Regions from separate parts of the Mus musculus genome. Here regions 2 and 3 are each linked to region 1. Evidence: chromatin contacts called from public HiChIP or PLAC-seq data. All regions are on one chromosome and are shown on one strand. The core of a region is the stretch at or near the end of the contact, and the rest is flanking DNA. Distances in the headings are between cores, read along the strand shown. Region 1 holds the start of Mavs (mitochondrial antiviral signaling protein). Region 2 holds the start of Adam33 (a disintegrin and metallopeptidase domain 33). Region 3 has its middle 64 kb from the start of Rnf24.

Region 1 (2,700 bases), core at 6-2,505:
CTCTACAGCACCATGTCTGCCTGCTATGGTGCCTACTTCACCTTGCTTCCTGCCATGACCACATTGAACTAAACCTCTGTACTGTAAGCAAATGCCAATTAAATTTTCTAAGAGTTGCCATGCTCATGATGTCTCTTCATAGCAACGGGAACCCTAACTAAAACAAACAGTAATAAAATCTAATTTCATTCAAAGAGTTCCAGCATGGTGGCAGCTCTAACCTCAGTGCTCCCTTAGGCTTGTCTTTAAAACTGTATTAGATAGGAGATTATAGCATTAAGTATGTCATTGATGCATTTTTCAGCTTTTTTCCTGTTTTATATTTATGATGGGAGGGGTGATAAATGCCAATGCTTTTTGGAGTTAGTTCTCTTTCCATTATGCAGATTACAGTGGTCAGACTCAGATCTCTGGCTTGGCAAAAAGTGCCCTTACCTGCTGAGCCATCTCACCAGCCCCAGTTGATATATTTTTACATGTGCTCCAGCTGCGTACTCTCCACCTACATCGAGTTATAAGACATTTCTACCATCTAGCCGTGCTGAGGTAACTGATTTCTTTTTAACTATGTTCGTTTTTTACTTCTGGTTGAAAGAATTGACTGGAAGCGAAAAGCTTTCGTTCCTTTGTCTCTGTAAGCCAGTGGAGGTCAGAGGAGTCGGGTTACCCTGGTGTTGGAGCTATAAGCGGTTGTAGCTTGGTGCATATCCCCAGATAGATGCAGTCTTTTGCTGCATCCTGTTCCTACCAGCCCAGCTGGTGTCATCTGGCTAGGCACTCATGTCCCTATGACATTTTGTGCGACACTACGTTTATGGAGCACTGGAGACATAGGAGCAGATCACATGAAGACCCTCTCTCCTCCAGTACTTGGCTAGAAGATCTGCTTTGCCTGAGGAATGGAACGGAATCTAAGAACTGCAGTTTTCTGGGTATCTGGACTTCCCCTGAAAAGTGTTCTAGACTAAGCAGGAAGAAACAATCTCCCTAATGCACCTGCAGGAAATCAGAAGAGACCTCAAGCAAGGCCTGCGGGGCACCAGCCGCTAGACCAGCCGCTCCGGAACATCAGGACTCATCCACTGGCCCTGCGACCGGCCTAGCTCAGCTCCGCCCAGGCATCCCCAGCCCAGCCAACAGCCGTACTTCCAACTCTATCACAGTCTGGCTCTGCCAGGCCAATGACTGCGCTTCCGATCCCGCCCCTCCTCCCCACGCCTGACCAATAGCTGCGTGGCTGGCTTCGTCCCGCCCCCTTCATCTGCGAGGGCTCTGCACAGTCGAACGCGGTCAACCTGTTGCCTAGTCTGGTTTCTCTTGGTAAGTTTGCAGCCTGGGCGTCGGTGCTCAGGACTCTGTGTTCACTGAGATCCTTCAGGGAGGGAACCTTGGCTAGGGCCAGTTACGCCTGGGAGTCCGCATGGGCGCCCTGGGCCTGGGCGCGTGGGGTCGGAGAGGCTCCTGAACTAGGGGAGAATGAGGTCGGCCACACACGGATTCGCGACCCCGGCAGTTCCTTGATCCGCATCCAGCACCTTTAGCAAGCAGGTAGGTGGTGCCGAGAGTTTGCCCAGGCTGGACAGAAAGAACCTCGGAGTGCCCCCTGCTTCTCCCAGGCCCTGGTGACTCGAGCGAGGCCTGGCTACGAGCAACGACCTGTGGCAGCCGCGCCAGGGAGTAGGCCTGCCAGTCCGGGCTACGGCCTGATCCTGGATCTGGGCAGTTGCAGGCAATAACATCTGTTCAAAACAGCCTCCCTGCACTTGGAGACCTGAGTCCCGACAGGAATCTAGTCCGAGGCCAGGAGACTTGTCCCTCGGGAGTGTGGATATTTATTTCCACGACCCGGACAGAAGCTCTGTGGAAGTCAGGTCGGAAGCTTTGCTGTGTCCAGGACACTCTTGCCACCTCCCTTTCTGTTATAAGAAAGGGTCTGATATAAGAAAGAAGTTTGAGGAAAAGGATGAAATCAAAAGAAAGCAGAAAACAATGTTCTTTGGATACCGGGAAGCTTCAAAAACTTGAAGGGCATTCAGCCTCGATCTCAGAACTCAGGTGAATGTCAGTAAGGGCAGCATTGATGCCAGTTGTGTCTGAGAGACTTTTATGTCTTCAAAGAGCCTAAATGCTGCATCTTCTCACCCTATAGTCACATCCCCAGGCAGTGACCTTGGTGTAAAGAGGGGCTTTGTGGTTTTCCTGCTGCAGGGACCTCTATGCTGTTAGGTCATGGCAACAAGTCTGGGTACAAATTCCACACTGCAGGTCAGCCGTGTAGCTTGGTATCACTTCCTCTCTTGTGATTGTGTTAAAGGACATAAGTAAAAGGACCTCAGGCTGCCTCTGTTAACAGAGAACCTTCGAGAAATGAATAACTGTGAGCTTCCTCTGCTTTTGGTGGGGCTCCATGCCACTCCCCGCCCCCAGGCTGCATTCAGAGTTGTGGTTGGACTGCAGAAAACCAATAATTTGACTCCCTCATCGTCACATCTTTCTAGGTGACCTGGGAAAGGGGGAGGAAGGGTTTCATCAGGCTGGCCTCTACAGAGGCCTCATTTTTCATCCCCTGAAGGCTCAACAGACCTCAATCTTATCTCCTTGATCTCCCAGCCTTCCATCCTTAGCTCTTTGTAGGAATGTAGCATTTGGTAGTTAGCAGTGGCAGAGGTCACTAGGCAGAACTGGCACCCCGCCTCCCAC
Region 2 (2,700 bases), core at 26-2,525, 170 kb before region 1:
GGATAAGGATTCAGGTGTGAGTGTTCTCTGTGCAGCCCTGCAAGACAAGGAAGGAGGCAAGCTAGGAGTCCGGTGGACTAAAGTGGAAACTGAGGAAGCCAGTCTGCATTAGGAAACACAGAGGCTCTCTCTCCTCACCATTAACTATCCGCAGGCTAAAGGCAATACAGCTGTCAGTCAGCCCCCTCAGAAGCCTTACGGAAGCAGCAGTCAACAGATATGGGGTGGTTTCCAGACTGCCCAATATCCAGCCCTCAGCCCTTACTGCCTCCTCCCCGGTGGTCCTTCTGCCTTCTGGCCAGCCTAGTGCTTGCTATGTGGAGTTTGGAGATTCACCCTACAGGCTTGGAGATGCTAAGAGCCCTGTCGTCCCGGAGTAAGGAGAGGTTACAGTAGGAAGAGAAAGTGGTAGCCCCAGGCACGGCTAGGCAGACACCCCTGTTTGAAGAACTGCCACATAAGGCAACTGTATAAACACCATACACACTGCCCAGACCCAGCATGAGAAGAGGACGAGCCGAATGAGACAGCTAGGCCTGTGGGCAGACCAGGACTCCAAGGACCCCAGGTCCTTCCAGGAGCAGGGAGACACTCTGGCCTGGCAGTTTGGAAGTGCAGAAGCTTCCGGACAGAGCTGGGCAGCACTGAGGAAAGGGTAGTGTTGCCTATTTGCTTTGCTAAGTAAGTGTGGGCAAGTCTGCTCCAGGGCCAACCCTTACCAGGAGCACAGACCCTTCCCACATCCTGTCCTGGCCAGGTAGCCGAGGGTCGGGAACTCTATGTTCTGTAGTTGCACTGGAACCCATGACCACCACCACTTCACCCTGCCCTAGAGCCGCCCCCCCCCCCCCCCCCCCCCGCCGCCTGTATCCTCACCTGGAAACATCCGAGCGCTCCGCAGCGGACACGAGGGCAGCAACAGCGGCAGCAATAGCAGCACCGGAGACCCCCCGGGTCTCCCGCACCTCGAGCCCATGGCTGGGAGTGCCTTTCCCTCTCACTCTTGCTGTGCTGTTGGCTCCACCCCGGCTAGAGGGGGCCGCCTCCTCCCGCCCTCAGCGGGCCTCGCGCCACCTCACAGGAGCGCAGGAGTGTGGCCCTACCCTGGCCCGCAAAACAGGAGTCCGCGCTGCGGGAGCCAGGATGACCCTCCCTGGCGTTATCTGCAACAATCCTATCCACGCTGGCCAAGGGAGGCGAGGGCGGAAAGTCCGGGAAGGTTCTTAGAGAACCTCTCTGGTGCTGAATAGAGGCACTAGCTAAGTGATCCCCACAGCTGCTCTGTCTGCCTAGCACACATCTCTGGTCGCAGTCTCCCTAGTGACATCTGGATTCTCCTTTCTACCCAGGATCTGTCTACCTGCACCTAGTGTCCCACAGCAGTGAAGCTGTCCCACTGCAGCTGAGATGCATCTGGGTACCTAGGGGTCTTGTGGTGGCCGCGTTGCTGAAGTCTGTGGTTCCTGGTAAAGGCAATGCAGTGGTGGGCACAGGGCAGAGGAACAGCGATGGCCAGGACAGAATTGTTCTATACCACAGACCCCCAGGCATGAGGGACCCTTTCCCAAATTTTAAGGACATTGCTTTCGTGTTGAAAAGATCACTTCGTACACTTGGTATGATTTCGGATAGCAAGAGATTTAACTTTGAAATAAGATGATTAATAATTTCGTTCTGAGAATATGGAATGTAAAAGTTCCAACGGCAGAAGAAAAAACATTTATACGATTCGAACATCAAATGCTGGGATTAAAGGCGTGGTGGTGCACGCCTTTAATCCCAGCACTCGGGAGGCAGAGGCAGGCGGATTTCTGAGTTCGAGGCCAGCCTGGTCTACAAAGTGAGTTCCAGGACAGCCAGGGCTACACAGAGAAACCCAGTCTCGAAAAAACCAAAACCAAAAACAGAAAACCAGTATGATAGGTCAGGCAATTGGATCGAGACAGGACACTCAAGATAGCTAGCCTGTGCAATATAGAAAGAAGTCTCATGGAAGAGAGAGGGAAGGGAAGGAGGGGGGAGAGAGAGAGAGAGAGAGAGAGAGAGAGAGAGAGAGAGAGAGAGAGAATGAGAGCGAGAGAGCGAGCGCACCTCAGTTGATACAAGATTGGGGCCCTGAGTTCCATCCCCAGCATCCCATAAATTGGGTGTAGCAGCACACACCTGTATCCCAGCAGAGAGGCAAAAGACAAGTTCAAAGTCCTATATGGAAAAAGTGTGAGATCAGCCTGGAGACCTGGTGTGTGGCAGTGGGGTGAGGGGTGTCATCAAGGAGAAGGCTTAGTAAGTAAAGGACCTGCGTTGGTTCTTGAGTTCAAGTCTCCAGCAATCAGAGAAAGCCAGAACCATTGCACAAACTTGTAAGCCAAGTGTTGGACTGGACAGAGACAGGCAAATGTTTGAGGTCCAGGTTCAGTAAGAGACCCTATCTCAAAAAATCTGATGGAGAGTAACACTGGAAGAACTCAGAGTGAGTCACACATGCACACACAGGTGAATGTGTATACAAAGGGGGCAGGGAGGGAGAATGAGAGGAGACTGGGAGATATCTGTAGTTCATGTCTGTAATTCTAGCACTTCAGAGGCAGCTGGAGCTACACAGCAAGACCCCGTCTCAAAAACAAACCCAAGCCTGACAGTGGTGAGGTACACCTTTAAGCCCAGAGGCAGGAGAATCTCTGAGTTCAAGGGCAGCCTGAG
Region 3 (2,727 bases), core at 218-2,717, 180 kb after region 1:
AGTGTGCAGGAGGACACACGTGAGCACATGAGTGTGGAGGCCGGGCGGGGGAGGGGGGGTTCCTCAGTCACTGTCCACTTTACATGCCGAGGTAGGTCTTCACTTAAATCTAATTCAAGCTCACTGATTTGGCTTGGCTGGCTGGCCAGCTTGCTCCAGGGATCAGACTTCTGTCTCTGTCTCCCAAGCCGTGGGATGACAGGTGGGCTGTTACTCTGCCTAGCATTTACATGGGTGCTGGGGATTTGAACTCTGGCCCTTATGCTTGTGCATCAAATCTATTAAGCCTTCTCCCTAGGCCCTCCTTCTTGGCTTTCTGTCTAGATAGTCTGTTACTGAGAGAGAAGTTAAAATCTTCAACTATGATGTGTTTGTTTCTCCTTCCTATATGTCAACTGACCTTCCATATGCCCTGTATCTCTGTTTGCACACGTGTAGCATTGCTGTGTCTTCTTGGATTGACCATGTTATTGTTATATACTGTTCTTGGACATTTGCCTCACTCTCATATCCTCCCACATCTGTATCTCTGCTACAAGCATAGCCATTCCTGCGCCCGTTTAAGTTTGTGATGTGTAACACATCCACCCTTTCTCTTATTGCCCACCTATAATGTATTTGAAGTGAATTTTGTGTAGCCAACATATAGTTAGGTGATATGTGGGTTTTTTTTAATAAATGAGTATATTTTGTTCATGTTTTGTTTGTTTGTTTGTTTTTGAGGCAGAGTGTTTTCATATAGCCTAGCTGGCCCTGGAGTTCATTATGTAGTCCAGACTGGACTCAAATTCAATATACTCTGTTTTTTGTTTTTTTGTTTTTTTGTTTTTCGAGACAGAGTTTCTCTGTATAGCCCTGGCTGTCCTGGAACTCACTTTGTAGACCAGGCTGTCCTCGAACTCAGAAATCTGCCTGCCTCTGCCTCCCTAGTGCTGGGATTAAAGGCGTGCGCCACCACGCCCGGCTCAATATACTCTTATTCTGACTCCTGAATGCTAGGGATTATGGCAGGAGGGTGTTTGTTTAGACAATGTCTGCTGGATAGTTTAGGGTGGTTTCCAATTCACAATTGCCTGCCTTCCTGCCTTAGCCTCCTGATTACCAGGATTATAGACATGTACCACCACACCTGGCTTGAAGGGACAGAGCTGTTCCAATCTGCTTGCTGAATGACCCCTTATCTTGTCAAAGGTCCGATACATGGCATGTGCTCTGCATAGCTATGGTGGGCTAAGTCCAGCTGTCTGAGGCCATGGTTAGGAGAATGTGAAGGTCAGGTTATTAGAGCACAGGCTACCAGTTTCGACACTTAAACTTGGTTGACTGAGGTAAAGGCATTGCGCCCCCTCTCAATCCAAGGAACCCTCACTGAAAGAGAAAACAGCCCTTGGTTGAGATTCCACAGAGCAAAATCTCAAGGGGAAGAGTGTGCGGGTGCCTGGTCCTAGGCTCAAAGATGCCTCCTTGTGGCAACTGCAGCCTCTGCAGCTCACTGTTGAGCCGATGTAGACTCACCAGGGAACAGGCTTCAGGGCTCATGTCAGTCTCAGCTTTGTCCTCTTTTTAGCGATGTCTTCCTCAAGGAAGACCTTTGGGGAGGGGGAGATGAGCTGTGTGTCTGTCCACCTGCCGTGAAGATTTGCCAGGTCCCCATCGCTGGTCTCCAGGGCTACTTCCTCTGTACAGGGCAGATTCTGAATGCATCAGCCATGGGATCATCTCCCTTGGGCTGCCTTGGTTTTACTCCACTCTCTTACCTCCTCTCTTCTGGATGGTCTTTACTGGACTGTGGATCCCTCCACGGGGATTAGCTACCTGCTGGATTCATCTGGGTGCTCATCTGACTCTCACGGGCCCCACACCTGCAGTTCTGCACTTCCAGGCAGGCCCTTGAAGAGAAAGAGATCTCTACCACTCCACCACCACCGCTTCCAACCTTCCACAAGGTCCTAGCTCCTCAGCTAGGCTTTCTCAGGACATCTCTTTAAACAATATCTCTCCAGGCAGTTTTAGGCATGCTATCTCCTGAGGTAGATGTCATGAACAGAGATGGATACACACTCTGGATACAGGTAGTAGATCAAGACTGATAGAGGCAACCTGGAAATAGGAGAAAGGAGGTGGGCCTCTCTAGAAAAAGATTTATTCTTTATTCAAGACTGAAGAGCTGCAGTCTCTCTGCGGAAGTGGAGATGAAGTGTGTATTGTGTGAGGGCATTGTAGGTTTTTAGGCTGAAAAAGGGGAACTTTGGGGATGGAAGATTCCATCTGCAGATCAGCTCCTCTGCAGCCTGGAAGTGGTAGGTTGTATCAGGTTTGGGATGCCTATCTCCTGTTGGGAAGCCCCCACAGTTGTTATCAGTCAGGTCATCTCCTGTCCAGGGTTTCTCAGTCTACCTGAGGTTTCTGGGTCAGTGACCCTTCCACAGCTGCTTTAGACTGTAGGTCATTGATGAGGATTTCTTGCCAACCTGATCTGGTGGCAATGACAGAAAGCCCATGTCAGTGTCATTCCTTTTGTGCCCATGTGGTCCATGTGCATGCCTTGTACTATTTTGACTCTGAGAAAAGGAAATTTCCCCACCCCCGCAACATAATGTTTTTATTAATTATTTGGGAATTTCGTACACTGCATCCCAGCATACTCGCTCCCTATTCTTCCAGGCCCACCCTCCCACCCTTCCCCCACTCTCAAAAAAAACAAAAAACAAAAAACAAAAAACCAAA

Evidence for each region. HiChIP or PLAC-seq counts read pairs in DNA pulled down with a chosen protein or histone mark.
Region 2: an H3K27ac HiChIP or PLAC-seq map of embryonic stem cells shows a contact between it and region 1, with 7 read pairs. The contact joins the promoter of Adam33 here to the promoter of Mavs in region 1. A contact is called at or near these places in 11 of 39 promoter capture datasets (the C10 cell line, the HPC-7 cell line, Sertoli cells and 7 more), 2 of 15 datasets of contacts at CTCF or cohesin (the NIH/3T3 cell line and pro-B cells), 8 of 484 Hi-C or Micro-C datasets (the G1E-ER4 cell line, bone marrow-derived dendritic cells, bone marrow-derived macrophages and 4 more), 17 of 115 datasets of contacts at active chromatin or transcription factors (the 230-238 cell line, bone marrow-derived macrophages, craniofacial prominence and 8 more) and 5 of 9 other capture datasets (adipose tissue, embryonic stem cells, liver and 2 more).
Region 3: a contact with region 1 is called in an H3K4me3 HiChIP or PLAC-seq map of bone marrow-derived macrophages, with 2.9 times the contacts expected there. The contact joins the enhancer-like site here to the promoter of Mavs in region 1. A contact is called at or near these places in 1 of 39 promoter capture datasets (hippocampal neurons), 1 of 15 datasets of contacts at CTCF or cohesin (pro-B cells), 2 of 484 Hi-C or Micro-C datasets (bone marrow-derived macrophages and memory CD8 T cells), 5 of 115 datasets of contacts at active chromatin or transcription factors (astrocytes, bone marrow-derived macrophages, embryonic stem cells and 2 more) and 4 of 9 other capture datasets (adipose tissue, embryonic stem cells, liver and 1 more).

The regions. Positions count from the first base shown.
Region 1 is chr2:131,232,808-131,235,507 of GRCm38.p6, forward strand. Mavs (mitochondrial antiviral signaling protein) reads left to right here and starts at 1,256. Exons shown (of 7, transcript NM_001206385.1): 1 at 1,256-1,320.
Region 2 is chr2:131,062,539-131,065,238 of GRCm38.p6, forward strand. It overlaps Adam33 (a disintegrin and metallopeptidase domain 33), which reads right to left and starts at 1,276. Exons shown (of 21, transcript NM_033615.3): 1 at 877-1,276. The coding sequence starts at 976.
Region 3 is chr2:131,415,229-131,417,955 of GRCm38.p6, forward strand. It overlaps the pseudogene LOC115489428. Among named protein-coding and RNA genes, the nearest start is that of Rnf24, 64 kb to the left of the region's middle. Within about 2 kb of position 1,468, at least 33 of the 459 cell types and tissues checked have an H3K27ac peak or open chromatin away from gene starts, as enhancers often do. A contact at or near this core is called in bone marrow-derived macrophages, where this site is marked.